Regions from separate parts of the Macaca mulatta genome. Here region 2 is linked to region 1. The links are chromatin contacts, called in public Hi-C maps. All regions are on one chromosome and are shown on one strand. Each heading gives the region's core, a stretch centred on a gene start, on an enhancer-like site or on the middle of the called end of the contact. The rest is flanking DNA. Distances are from core to core; before and after follow the strand shown. Region 1 holds the start of ARHGAP35 (Rho GTPase activating protein 35). Region 2 overlaps ARHGAP35 (Rho GTPase activating protein 35).

What was found. Hi-C and Micro-C count contacts between places; a contact is called where the count stands out from the background.
Region 2: a Hi-C map of fetal cortex germinal zone shows a contact between it and region 1, with 2.7 times the contacts expected there. The contact joins the enhancer-like site here to the promoter of ARHGAP35 in region 1. A contact is called at or near these places in 7 of 14 Hi-C or Micro-C datasets (CD4 T cells, blood, cortical neurons and 4 more).

What each region holds. Positions count from the first base shown.
Region 1 is chr19:59,328,501-59,335,560 of T2T-MMU8v2.0, forward strand. ARHGAP35 (Rho GTPase activating protein 35) reads left to right here and starts at 2,968. Exons shown (of 7, transcript XM_028839122.2): 1 at 2,968-3,186. It also overlaps a transcript of AP2S1 not described here.
Region 2 is chr19:59,462,966-59,470,140 of T2T-MMU8v2.0, forward strand. It overlaps ARHGAP35 (Rho GTPase activating protein 35), which reads left to right. Exons shown (of 7, transcript XM_028839122.2): 4 at 2,648-2,725; 5 at 4,187-4,318. Among named protein-coding and RNA genes, the nearest start is that of NPAS1, 23 kb to the right of the region's middle. Within about 2 kb of position 5,901, at least 8 of the 40 cell types and tissues checked have an H3K27ac peak or open chromatin away from gene starts, as enhancers often do.

The DNA of each region.
Region 1 (7,060 bases), core at 1,718-4,217:
AAAAAACTGACCAAGTGTCATGGTGAGGTCATGTAGTTCCAGTTGCTCAGGAGGATTGCTTGAGTCCAGGAAGTTGAGGCTGCAGTGAGCCCTGATTGTTCCACTGCACTTCAGCCTGGGCAACAGAGCAAGACCCTGTCTCAAAAAAAAAAAAAAAAAATCCACCAAAAAAACAAATAAAAAGAATGTTGACTAGCCTGGCCAACATAGTGAAACCCCATCTCTATTAAAAATACAAAAATTTGCCAGGTGTGGTGGCAGGCAACTGTAGTCCTAGCTACTCGGGAGGCTGAGGCAGGAGAATCGCTTGAACCTGTGAGGTGCAGGTTGCAGTGAGCCGAGACCACGGCATTGCACTCCAGCCTGGATGCCAGAGTGAGACTCCATCTCAAAAAAAAAAAAAAAAAAAAAAGTTGTGGCCAGGCTTTGGGAGGCTGAGATGGGTGACAGCTTGAGGCCAGGAGTTCCAGACCAGCCTCGTCCGAACAGGTGAAACCCTGTCTCTACTAAAAATACAAAAATTAGCCAGGTGTGGCGCCTGTAGTCCCAGCTACTCAGGAGGCTGAGGTAGAAGAATCGTTTGAACCCGGGAGGTGGAGGTTGCAGTGAGCCGAGATTGCACCACTGCACTCCAGCCTGGGTAACAGAACAAGACTCTGTCTTGAAGGAAAAAAAAAAAAATGAGTGGGGCATGGCGGCACAAGCTTGTAATCCCAGCTGTAATCCCAGACTCTGTCTCAAAATAAAAAATTTTTAAAAGACTGTTGCTTGGTACAAAGTACTCATTTTTATTATTAAAGAACGAGGTATTAGGCCAAATCTGGGAGACTACCCTGAGAAGGTGACTTCAAGCTGAGAGTCGAAGGGTAAATCAGAGCTGATGGGTTCCCAAGGGGTTTGGGGGATCCAGCGTGAGCCCAACTGTCCTTGTTCTCCAGGTGCCGCCAGTTCACAAATTTAAGATTGAAAAGACCTGGAATACTGCATAGGTGTTAAAGACATTAATTTGAAGTACGGGTATCAGGAATTCACTGCCCCCCACCTTGTCTTTCCTGTGTCTCCTCAAGTAATATCAAAAGTCCCTTACACACCACGGTTTATAATGACAGCCCATGCACTCGATTTGGCAGCCCCACAGTGCTTAAAGAAAAGTTGTTGCTGTTGTTTCAAGCCACTAACATCTAAAAATCAGATTGAATGCATTAAAAGTACTTTTTTTTTTTTTTTTGAGACGGAGTCTCCCTCTGTTGCCCAGGCTGGAGTCCAGTGCGATCTCGGCTCACTGCAACCTCTCCTTCCCGAGTTCAAGCCATTCTCCTGCCTCAGCCTCCCGAGTAGCTGGGATTACAGGCGCCCACCACGACGCCCACCTAATTTTTGTATTTTTAGTAGAGACAGGGTTTCATGTTGGCCAGGCTGGTCTCGACCTCCTGACCTCAAGTGATCCGCCCGCCTCGGCCTCCCAAAGTACTGGGATTACAGGCGTGAGCCACCATGTCCGGCCCTAAAAGTGCTACATTAAAAAAAAAAAAAAAAAAGGAAAATCCTTTAATATAAAAAGCTTTATTAATGGAATAAACAAGCCCATGTAATTTTATCAACGCTTACAGAGCGCTTACTATATGCAAGGCCTGATTTCCAGAGCTTTACAAAATATAATCTATTTAATTTTCACAGCAGCCCTACGAGAGAGGTATGATTATTATCCCATTTTATAGATGAAGAGACTTATGGCAGAAATGCCAAATGTAATAGGAAACAGCCTTTCTTCATGCATTCCACAAATATTGGCTTGGCGCCCGGGAAGCTCATCTTCCACGATCTGTACTTCCGGAGGAGTCCCAGAGGAACACCTCCTCAGTTCAGAGGAGTCAAGGGTTACAGCGGTGCCCTCTCCCATCACTACTCTTTTCCTTTCAGGCGCCCTAATTGACATTTGATTTGTAGTCATTTGCACAATGCTAAGTGACAGGCTTGGGCTGCACACAGTACCAGGCCGTCTTCCCTCTCCTGGGGATCAGGCGATCACAGAACCAAAAACAAGTTGCAAGGACGCGCGCGTTGGCTGCGGATTTTCTTCACAGCCAGGAGAAAGAGCACGCGCTCTCCATCCCCGCCTCTTCTTCCGGGACGACGAATTGCGGGACTCGGATTGGGCTGAGGCGGGCCACGCCTCCTCATATCCTCCAATCAACTCCCTCTCTGGTGGGCTCCCTCCTTCTCAGCCCCGCCCCACCGCCCCACGTTACGTCGCTCCTTCTGGCCTCCTCCGTTATCCCGGGGGCTGCGGCTCGCGCGGCAAACCCACCTCCCGTTGCTTCCCATTGGCTGCTCAGGTCCCGCGCGAGCGGGATCGCGCCCTTCGCCCCCCACCCCCAAAACCGGGCCATGCCTCTCTCCTTCGGCTTTCTCTAGAAGCCAGCGCGAGGTGGCAGATCGGCTGCTTGAGGCGCGCGCGGAGACGCGCGCTCCTCCTGCGGGCCACTCCCTCTGCCCTGCGCCAACAGCTGCGCCGGCTGGCAGCCCCCCGCGCACGCGCGCTCCCCCACCCCGCTCCCTCTGCTCGTTTGCAGCTCGCCTAGAGCTCAGTCACGACGGCGGCCGCCGCAGTAGCTGCATTTTTGGGGGCGCACGCGCACTGCACCGTCCGCGGCGGTTCCTAACCTCAGGCAGCGGCGGTGGCAGTGAGACCCTCGGGTGCGCACGCGCTCTGACCTCTCCCCACTGCCTCGCTGGTCGTCCCTTCGCGGCGCGCGCCCGGGGGCCGTTATCCCCCTGCAACGGTCCACGCGCCGCGCACGCGCAGTAGCGAGGGGGCGCGCGCGCGGGAGCGGCCGTCGCAGGAAGGAGGTGCAGCCGCTGCCGCCATTGCGAGTGAGGGAGGGAGGGAGGGAGGGAGGGAGTGAGCGAGGCTGGTCCGCCCTCCCCCTGGTTCCCGCCCCTCCCCCCTTCCCCTCCCCGCCCCCCGCCCCGAGGGAGAGCCGCGGCGCGGCGGCAGGAGGAGGTGGAGGAGGCGGAGGAGGGAACCCGCGAGGGAGGGTCCGCCCGGCCCCCCGCCGCCGGAGCCGCCGCCGCCGCCGCCGCCTCAGCAGCCGCTGGACTAGGAGCAGGGGAACATGGCGCCGGGGCCCCCGTCGTTGCTGCCGGGATCCTGGAGGCCGGGGCCGCGCTGAGGGCGCCCAGCTGGTGAGTGCGCGAGCTCACGGGCCCCGGGCGGCGAGGCCGGGCGCCGCCCCGCTGAGGGGTCCAGGGGGAGGCGGGGACGGCGGGGCCCGGAGCCCGCGAACAATGGAGGAGCTGGAGGGGGAGGGGAGGAGCGGCCCCCCCAGCTCCCCGGGCCCCGCCGTCCCCGTCGCTTCGCGCGTCGGCCCGGCCCGTGGGGCCTTTCTGCCCTTTGGACCTACCCCTGCCCGCCGCAGCCCTGCTGTCCTCGCTGCCGCCCCCACCCCCGATCAGTTGGGATCTCGGTGTCTGCCTCAGAGCCTCTCCGACTTCAGCCATCCGGCTCCCAATTCTGCGACCCCCTTCCCTCTTCCACCCCTCCATAATGCCCTTCGCTCCTCCCGGGCTCTGCAGTGCTCTTGGGACCCACCTTTTTCTCATTGACCATTCTGCATCCCTTAATTGTGGCTCCCACTTTTGAGATCCGTGACCCTTCTGCCTCTTCTCGATTCTGCTCTCACCACCCTTCAGATCTGTCCTCGGCCCCTTCTTTGACCTACCTGCTGTGCTATTATTCTTGTCTCAGAATATGTTGCACCCTGGGAGCTGTCCCTTTAGGACCTGCGGTTCCAACCCCTTGGAGATCCATCTGAGACCCCTGTTCAACCAGGCACTGCTGCCCCAGGTCTTCCCCTTGGACTTAATCCGGTTCCCTCGTGGGCCCTACTATCTGCATTTCTGTCTGCCCTCTCACAGAGCCTGCTGCACCCCGGGATGCCCCTCGGCTGGCCTTCTGACCCTTCCGTGCCCCAGTTCATTCCCCTGATCCCCTCGGACTTGGCTGCACCGTGCTTGCCTCTTCCCCTTCTCAGCTCTTGTTACCGTTTGCCATTCAGACCCTTTCCTCTCTTCCATACCTTTCTGCCTCTTAGCTCTGCCCCTTGCCCGACCTCAGATCTTGCTGCGCTCCCCTCACCTGCTTGCTTCTGACTCTGCCTTCCCGGGAAGCAGCCTCTTCCCGCTTCTCTGACTCTGCAGGTCTCCCATTTCTGCTGTTCACTCAACTGATCTCTCCCTAACTCAGACTGCCTTCAGTTTCAGCCCCAGTGTTCTCTTGGAGGTTTCCTGTTTCCCCCACCTCCTTTTTGGCACTTCTCTGAGCTACTGCATGCATTTGCTACTCCTTTCTTTGGCCTGTATCTCCTTCAGTTCTCTGCCTAAAAACTGCTTCCTGTCCCCTTTGCTCCAACTCCTCTCCTCCCCGTTTTAGCCCTTAGACATGCCCTTTAACGTCACTATACCTCTGATACCTCCCGGGCTGGTCACCCATCCCCTTCCCGTTGTGCATCTCACAGACCTGCCCCTAGATCCATTTTGTACCTGCACTTTCTCCTCGTTTTTTTCAATTCTGCCCCATCCTCTATTTAGTGTTTCCCTCCCCAGCTCGGCTGTTTCGGAGCTGTCCACTTGCCCGCATGTTTTTAGACCGGTTTTTAACTTCTGTATTGCCGTCCGCGCTTGGAGCGGTCCTTTAACACTGGGGTTCTTGTCACTGTGTCCCCTCTCTGTTCCCTCCCGAGTCTTAAGTTTTCCACATGACATTCTCTTCCCCCCACCATTTTGATTCAGCCTTCACCCTTCACTCTGCTTTATTTGCCCACCGTCCACTGCCCTGCCTCTTGTCTTCTTTTGGAGTTCTCACTCCCTCCAATTGTGACATTAAGATGTCTTCTTAATCATTCTTTCCTATGTATCCCCCCCACCTTCCTCTTGGAGCTGCCTCAGTGCTGTGATAGATTCTCACTCCCCTTACTCACCTTTGATATCCCTCTCCCAATTCTGTTCGTCTTGGACTTGTTTCCTTCCTCACCTTTTTTTTTTTTTCCCTTTCCCCTTGTATCTTGTCAGGCTCCTCTTCCCATTTAGTTCCTATCAGACCTGCTCATCGCAGCTCACCACCCGTGGCCCACCCATTCCCCATTGAGCACTTCCCCTTTCAGGCATGTCTTTCTCTGTTTTCCATCCCTCTGCTGCAGAGGCAAAGGGGCTGGATTGGGCCTTAGGCTCTCAGGCTCTGAGACTGCAGATTCTCTCTCTGCACCCTAACCCTGAGGGTTCTATCCCCAGGGATCCTGAGAGATCTGGGTAAATAGGTGGGAGTTGGTTGATTGTTACTGCTCTGTGGAGTCTGGGAGTGTCTCCCCCATTTCTCCCACTTCCACTAGGTTAGTAGTGTGGAGGGAGGTAGATCTCTTTCCGTTGCCCCATTTTCTTTTCTCTGCTGTTTGCTCTCCCCCTTCCGATTTCTGGGCTCTGCAGCTTTGTGTCCTTTGGAAAAGGGGATTGCAGCTGCTCACAGATCTTTATTCTCTTTCTCACTTTCCCTCTTTCCTTCTCTGAGCGGTTGCATACAGTACCCTGTCTCCTATTCCACCTCTAAGCCAGCACCCCTAGGAGTGTGCTTTTTTTTCCCCCAGCTGACAAGTCATTTTGTTTTACCTCTAGCTGGGGAAATGCCAGTTCTCAGATTCTCCCGATCCCACTGGGGGTTATGGCCACACTTGGACCTAGGGAAGCTACAGTCTTGCCTTCCCTAATGGCCTCTGGTTTGCAGTGTGACCTTGGGGGAGGGGATGGGGAAGGTGGGCTTATTATTTCTTTTTCACCTCTGCTCCAGGGAAGGCTCCAGCTTCCTGGTCTTCAAAATGGTGAGGGCTTGGGTTTGGAAAGCACTTTGCGGTTGTTTGTTGAAAGAGAGAGTGCCAAGTGTCACTCAGATTTCTGCCCTCTGGTATTGCAGGCTCTCCCTGCCACAGGAGCTGAGTGCCTCTGGGCAGATCCATGCTAGATTCTGGGGCTCATTGGTGTACAAGGGGTGTGTGGGTGGGCGCTGACATTCCTTAAGCTTTTTGAGTGACCTGATTTGGTAGAGTTAGAAAAGGGTGCCAGGAACTGGTGGATGTGATTGGATTTTTAGTCTTATTATCTGAGAAATGCGTCTTAGCTACCATTCCTGAGCGATTTTCTTTAATGACTATATGGTTGGGCGGCGGGGCGGATTTAGGAAGTTCATTCAGGGGTAAAGGTGGTTTTTACAGAAAATCTATCCAACCATTTTCCTTCCTTAACTTGGGAAAGGGGATCTTTTGCATGTTCTAGGTTTATTTATTTTATTTCTTAAGTAAATCAAAAGCCTGATTTTTTTTTCCCTGCTGTGGCCTAGGGCAATTGTATATTAAAGTAGCCATCCAACTGTGAAGGAGCATTTACTGGAAGGACTTTCTTAACTGAGCTATGATCAAACTTTGTTTATTTTAGTACTTATTTAGAAATAATTCTGTGTGGACATATTTGAAATAAAAAACATTCACTGTCATCTACAGAGTTGGACCATTCATTCATCAAATATTAGGGCATTTGTATATGAGACAGTGAAGAGGGCTGATAGTAGATCTGTATGGCTCCTTGAACTTTTTAAAATTTTCTGACAGAATCTGGTAATTTTAATGATCTATGTATGGCATGGGTTTTCACCATTATTGACTTAAAGATTTTTTGATTCATTTCTGTTGGTGAATTTTTAGCCTTGTATATCATGATTAATTTCCTGAATTTATGTTAGAGTTTGTGTTACCCATGTTAGTATCAATGGTTGTTTTGTTTTTTATTCTTAATATAGAAGTGACAGATAATTAAGAATAAAAACAACTGTGTATGCAGTACTGCTTAAATGTGTGTCCCAGAGTTTTAATATCATTGGCAGCATAAAAAGGTCCTGCATGCCAAAAGCCTAAGTTTACATAATAGGGAGAGAGGAAACACAGAATAAAGAGCTGATTTTTCCACCTACACGGCTAACCGATGTTCTTAAAGACTGTCAGATTTCTCTGAGGCCAGC
Region 2 (7,175 bases), core at 4,651-7,150, 140 kb after region 1:
CTCTGGAGTCTGACTGACTCCAGGGCTCGGTGCTCTCCACTGTCCACACTTGTTTCTGGTGTCTGGTGGCAGCACCCACGGTGTTTCCTCTGTGCGCCTTCAGCAAGACAGAGTCGCTCAAAGCCAGTCTTCAGAAGGGACCCAGGGTTGCCTTAGCCATGAGGCCCCATGTCAGTTTTCACAGTGACTTCACCATCCTTTAGACAAAGTCCTTGAGATCTTGATGGCTCCCAGTGGACTTCTTTCCCGGGACAGGGCGAATGGACGCAGTAGACAGCTTGGAATCCACTCTGAGCTGAACAGCGCTGCTCTGCCCAGGGTAGGATGGGGAGGGAGTGGGCGTCCATCCTTCCCTTGATATTTTATTCTAACTTACTTGTTTAACTGACTTTTACTACTTTTTTTCTTATATCACACTATACACCAAATAAGTTCCAGAATGATCACAGAATGAAATGATTCTTCAAACTGATAAAAAGAACAAGAAGGAAAAAACAATAGCTGATACAGGAATGGGAAAAACCTATTCTAAGCATAAAAACAAAGGAAGACATCATAAAGAAAATGGTCTTAAAAACCTAAAATTTTTGAATTATATACTTCAACAAATTCAATAAAATTAGAAGACAAATAACAAAAAGGAAAAATGTAAACATATATAACGTTGATATAATTACTTAATATTCATAGACTTTCTCAAGTTCAAAATAAGAATCACTCCAATAGGAAAATTAACAAGAACATGAATAGGATATTCACAAAGTAAGAAATACCTATATCTAGTAATCTGTTAAGCTTTTACTAGTTGTCAAAAAAACATACTTGTGAGTTAATTTTCTTTTTTTTTTTTTTTTTTTTTTTTGAGGCGGAGTTTCACTCTTGTTGCCCAGGCTGGCATACAATGTGCAATGGCACAATCTCGGCTCACCACAACCTCCACCTCCTGGGTTCAAGCAATTCTCCTGCCTCAGCCTCCCGAGAAGCTGGGATTACAGGCATGCGCCACCACACCCTGCTAATTTTGTATTTTTAGTAGAGACAGGGTTTCTCCATGTTGGTCAGGCTAGTCTTGAACTCCTGACCTCAGGTGATCTGCCCGCCTTGACCTCCCAAAGTGCTGGGATTACAGGTGTGAGCCACCACACCCAGCACGAGTTAATTTTCTAACAGTAAAAACTTGGAAAACCCTGTATCACTTTTTTTTTCTTTTCTTTTTTTTTTCAAGACACAGTCCCACCTGTTACCCAGGCTGGAGTGCAGTGATGTGATCTCAGCCCACTGCAACCTCCGCTTCCCAGGTTCAAGCAATTCTCCTACCTCAGCCTCCCGAGTAGCTGAGATTACAGGTGTGCACCACCACTCCCAGCTAATTTTTGTTGTTGTTGTTTTTGTTTTTTTTTTCCTGAGACAGAGATTCACTCAGTCGCCCAGGCTGGAGTGCAGTGGCGCGATCTTGGCTCACTGCAAGCGCCTTCTCCGGGGTTCACGCCATTCTCCTGCCTCATCCTTCCAAGTAGCTGGGACTACAGGCGCCCGCCACCTCGCCCGGCTAATTTTTTGTATTTTTAGTAGAGACGGGGTTTCACCGTGTTAGCCAAGATGGTCTCGATCTCTTGACCTCATGTTCTGCCCACCTCAGCCTCCCAAAGTGCTGGGATTTACAGGCGTGAGCCACCGCGCCTGGCCTGCTAATTTTGTATTTTTAGTAGAGACAGGGTTTCACTATGTTGGCCACACTGGCCTTGAACTCCTGACCTTAAGTGATCCTCCTGCCTCAGCTTCCCAAAGTGCTGGGATTACAGGCATGAGCCACAGCACCCAGCCAACCCTGTATGATTAACAGCATGACTATTCTTACAGTGGTCATATACTTTGGTGTCTTTAAAATCATGTAAAAGAATAAGAACTTGAAGTGATTAGAATAAGTTCACAACACACTTTGTTTTTTTTGTTTGTTTGTTTTGTTTGGTGTTCGTTTGTTTTGTTTTGTTTTGTTTGAAACGGAGTCTCGCTCTGTCGCCCAGGCTGGAGTGCAGTGGCACAATCTCTGCTCACTGCAAGCTCCACCTCCTGGGTTCACACCATTTTCCTGCCTCAGCCTTCTGAGTAGCAGGGACTACAGGCACCCACCACCACGCCCAGCTAATTTTTTGTATTTTCAGTAGAGACAGGGTTTCACCATGTTAGCCAGAATGGTCTTGATCTCCTGACCTCGTGATCTGTCCACCTCGGCCTCCCAAAGTGCTGGGATTACAGACGTGAGCCACTGCGCCTGGCCACAACACACTTTGCAAGTGAAAATGATGGGTTAAAATATATATTACCTCTGTTTTTTAAATGAAAATGAAAAACTCAAGAGTATACATCAAAATATGAACAGAAGTTATCTTTAACTGCTGTGCTTCTACAGTCTTTCCATTTTTACCAAAGAACAAATACTTTAAAATTTTTAAGTGAAAAAGAAAATGGAGAGCGATGAGTTGAAGCATCTAGAAAAATCAAACAAGAGTGTGCTGAGGCCTGCTCCTCTCTTGTGGTGGGCACCTCATGGACTTTCCCTGGCTTTCTCCTTCTGTCTTCGAGCCCAGCCCTCCTCATTCTCTGCTCTCCAGTTCCTACTCCTAAGACCCTGCCTGTTTCTCCTCAGGACTGAGCACGGAAGGCATCTACCGGGTCAGCGGGAACAAGTCAGAGATGGAGAGTCTGCAGAGACAGTTTGATCAAGGTAAGGCGCAGCCTGGCCAGGCGTCCGAGGCCAGAGCTGGTCATGGCAAACACAACTGCCTTGGTGAACTGTCTTTGGGGCCTCGGGGCACTCCTGCCAGCACAGACCCAAAGTCACAAGGTGCTGAAACTGAGAAACAGACCATGTATGGCCGCAGTGGGGAGGAGTGGACTGGGTCCTGTCAGTGAACCCTCCCTGCCAAAGCTGGGTTATGTAGGCCACTCCCCACACCGCCACTCACAGATGCTCTTCCAGGTCACCCAGGCACACGCCTCCCTCACCACACTGAAGAGTTTTGCCTGTTTGGCCATGCAGAGCTAGTTGCAGGCACATGATATACAAGTCGGGTTGAGATGTGATCCTGTTTTGCCAGGGCCTCAGATCTATCCTCCTCACAGTCCCAGCACCAGAGAAAGCGAGGGACCATCGTGTGAGGAGCTGAGCCCTTGGGACACAGACCCAAGTTACATAGTTCTTGGCAGGGACTCTCTTCTCCTAAGCCGAGCCAGCTTCAAGAGGCCTAAAGGCAGGCAACCAAACTCTACCTCTTGGAATTGACCACACGGTGGGATGAGAAACCATGTCCCCCAGTGCCAGCAGCAAAAGCACTGGAGCAGGGCACATTCCCATCTGTCAGCAGCCAGGGCAGGAGGCACCACCCAGAGCAGACACCACACCCACTCCCCAGGTGGGCAGCCCTTGCACCTTGCAGCACCGCAGTTGGGCTCAGCTGGCCGCAGCGGGCAGAGGGCACCACACGAGAGGGAGACGCCTGCTAATCTGTGGGTTAGGAGACACGAGGCCAAAGTGAGGGGAGAACCCCCGGTGTGGGATGCGTTTGTATATATGGGAGATCCTGTACCAGCTTACCTCCCCCACAATGGAACGTGGTGTTGTCCATCCGTGGAGATTTCTTCGTTATCAGGAATCCACTGAAGTATGTATGCAACAAGAAGGAAAGTAAGAGATGGGTCAGTGGTGTGGTGGCTGGGAAGGGCCAGAGAGAGAATAAATGAGCCTATTTGCCCTCCCACCATAGGCGACAAGGATGGAGGCGGCAGTCACAGTGGTTGCTAACATCTCTGTGACCTACCTGGAAAGTGAGCCACCCTTAAGGAAAGCCGCCTCCTTCTTCTGTGATGGGAAAGGAGTAAGGAAGAGGTAACGGCATATCAAAGCCAGATGAGGGCAAGCTCCCAGCACTGAAAACCAGCATCCCTGCCCTGATGCTGGTGGAGGAGGCAGTTCAGCAGTCTCGGAAAGAGGTGCTGGGGCCAACCCATGCCTGAACCTCAGAACTCGAGTTAGCACTCCCACAGGTCTCACCCCTCCAATCCGTGTCAGTCCTGAGGCCGTCCCTGGCTCCTTAAGGTTTCTCTAGCCTCTCCCGAGCCCCGAGTTGTCCTGATGCTTCTGCCTGGCTTGGAATGGTTTGGCCTCACTCTCCTGACTTCCTTTCAGACCATAACCTGGACCTGGCAGAGAAAGACTTTACAGTGAATACCGTGGCCGGTGCCATGAAGAGCTTTTTCTCAGAACTGCCTGACCCCCTGGTCCCGTACAACATGCAGATCGACTTGGTGGAGGCACACAGTGAGTACCGGCAGCCCAGTGTTGGGTGGATTGAGGGAGAAAGGGCTCAGCACTGGAAGAATAGGTCCTGCCCTCAGAATGGACGCTGGCTCTTAGAGCTGATATTGGAAGGACAGCAGGCAAGGGAATTAACCAGATGACAACAATGGGACTTGCAAATCGGGCTCTTGCCCTTGTAGACCTTAGGTGCTTATCTGGGGGTGGCACCAAGAGAGTTGCAGGTTTCCCTCGTACTCTCATTAGTTAAGAGCATGATTTCGGTGTCAGACTTGGCTCCTTTGCTTGCGGCCAACTTAACCTTCTCTGCCCCTTAGTGTCCTGCTGTTGTTACCATCCCTACTCCTGCAGATGAAATTTGGTTCGGAGAGGCCTAGAAGTGAGGCTGTGAACAGCCTATTTAATAGTAGTTCTTATTTTCCTCTCCCCTCTTCTTACCTGTCTTCTCCCACCTCTCATGTAATGAAGTTAACATGTGTCTAGGGTCCTACAGCCTCTTAGGAAGCCGGCCTCTGGAGGGAAAGAGACAACTCCAGTGGCCAAGTGATCATTTGATGCTGTAGCAAATGAGCGCCTCTGGTTTTAGTGGTATCCTGTGTGCCGTGCCACCTTGCCTCATCAGCTGTTCCTGCCCCAGCCTGCCTCTCTCTAGAGGTGTTTGTCCAGATGGGCAAGACTTCTCACTGGCCAGCCTCTCCCTGGACTTGGTGTAGTACCACAGAGGATGCCTGGCCTCTCAGAGCGTCCCGCCATGTGGCCCTCACTACCTTTTAAGTCATCAGCAGCCTTCCTGCTTTGTGCCTCTGGCAGGCCAAGACCCAGCAGCAGCCCTTGCCGTGCAGCTGCAGAAGGGAGTGTCTCTGCCAGCTGCCCAGAGATGACAGCCACCCCGTGATCCAGCGACCAGAGGGTGGGGAAGAGGAAAGGAGATGTGTTCCTCAGGGGCAGGACATTGGTCTCATCATGCCACTGCCCAACTCTAAAGAGGGAGCTTTAAACAAGCCTCATATACTCACAAGGCTGATGTGTAGGCAGAAATTTGAGGGAGGTGATGGATCAGCGTGACCCCGAGTCCTGGGTCACTGACTCTAAGTAGCATCTAAGGGAGACAGGTGTGGAGGAAGCCCACCCCTGAACTGTCAGAGCCTCAGTAGTGACAGGGGCTGCGGGACCTCCAAGGTCACCCTTCCAGGGTCTGCACTTCCTGTGGTGTCTGTTTTCACAGTCTGGATGCCACTTTCACCTTATTCTGTCCACACTCTCTTAGCTGACTGGAATTGTTCCTAGCGCCTGACCTAGCTAAGCCCACAGGGATGGGGCAGGAGAGCATGGTACTCCTGGGACGGTCATAGAGTAGCCTGCCTTCTGAAGACGGGAGTCAGGGTTTCTCCAGAGCAGTTATTGCCGGCTTCTCCCCTGATCCTGCTGTCGGAAGATAGAGGCTTTCCCAGCAGTCACTTCTCCAGGAGGCTCCAGGCAGGCACAGATGTGAAGTCGCATGGGAAATCTCTATTCTGGAGCCAGCTTTCTTTCCACGGAAGCTTGTCTCACAGTGGAAGTTAGGAAAGGCTGGAAGCCGGGAATTCCTGTCTGCATTTGTCTTGACTTGGCGCCATCTAGAGGTGCGTGGAATCCTGCCACCCGGCAGAACCCCATTGTTTCTGCGGGAGCTGCTGACACAGCATCTTTTTGTGTAGGGTTGGGGGGCCGGCAGGAACGGGAGGTGCTATTGATAGGGAATCAGCTGCCCTTCCCACAGCAGCTTCCACTGCTCAGGAGGTGGCTTCTTGCGGCCGCTACTGCAGCAGCCTGGGAAAGGGTGGAGGTTTCCCACTTCCTCTTCCCATTGTGTGTTTCCTGTCCCTCATGGTACTCAGCGGGGGCTCCGTTGTCTTGAACCTGACTGAAGGGGGTGGGAGAGGAGAAGATCTTGCTGACAATGGCACCTCTCTGGGCCAGAGAAGTTGACTGGAAAGCTAGGCTGTGGATGTTGCAGGGCCAGGTTCAACTGAGCCACATATACCAGGCAGTGTAAAAGTTAGTAGTGTTAAGGGATATTATGGAAAAAAGATGATCATGCCCCAAAGTAGCTCTTCCCAGACTGGCTGGGGTTTCCATGGCTACATCAACTTGACCAGCTCTTTCTACTTAATCCCTGAGAGCAATTGTGTCTCTATATGTTCAGGCCTTGGAACCAGTTTCAAATCCCATCACAACAAGTATCAAGGTCACTAGCAAATGGTTTTGTTAGCTCCAGAATTTCACAATATTGAACACTGCTGAAAATGTACCCGCAAAATAGAGACGTTTGTGATTATTTGCCAGTTATTTTCCTACCACACTCAAGGTGATGCGTGGGAGATTCAGAAATGAACAGCAGCAGCAACCGCACCGCCCATGGCCTGGGTGCCTGCCTAGGCTTGGCCCTGCTCTCCACGAGGCATTTGATTCCCACTGCTGATCTTCCTTTGAGGAAGATGGTATTACAATACATCTCCATTTTGCAGAGGAGGAAACAGCTTCTCAGAGGTGATACAGCCTGCCCAGGGTCACACCGCTAGGGAGCAACAAGCTGGGGCTTGAGTCCCTGCCTCCATGGGTGCAAGTGAAGTTCTCTGAAGACAGAGCAAAGCTGAGCTTGAAGTGCACAAACCCCAGCGGGGAAGGCTCGAGGAAGAGGGCTTCACAGGGGAGACGGGCCAGGGTTTCAGGAGGCAGAGGAAGAGGCTTGCGCTGCCTGTCTTGTCTCCTCCCTGTAGCCCACCCCCGCCTTCAGGAGTCACTCTTGCCTGGTGTCTCCCCTGTCTCTGGTGACTCCCTCCTCCCTGCCTATCTTGAGTCGACTCCATCCAGCCGGTGT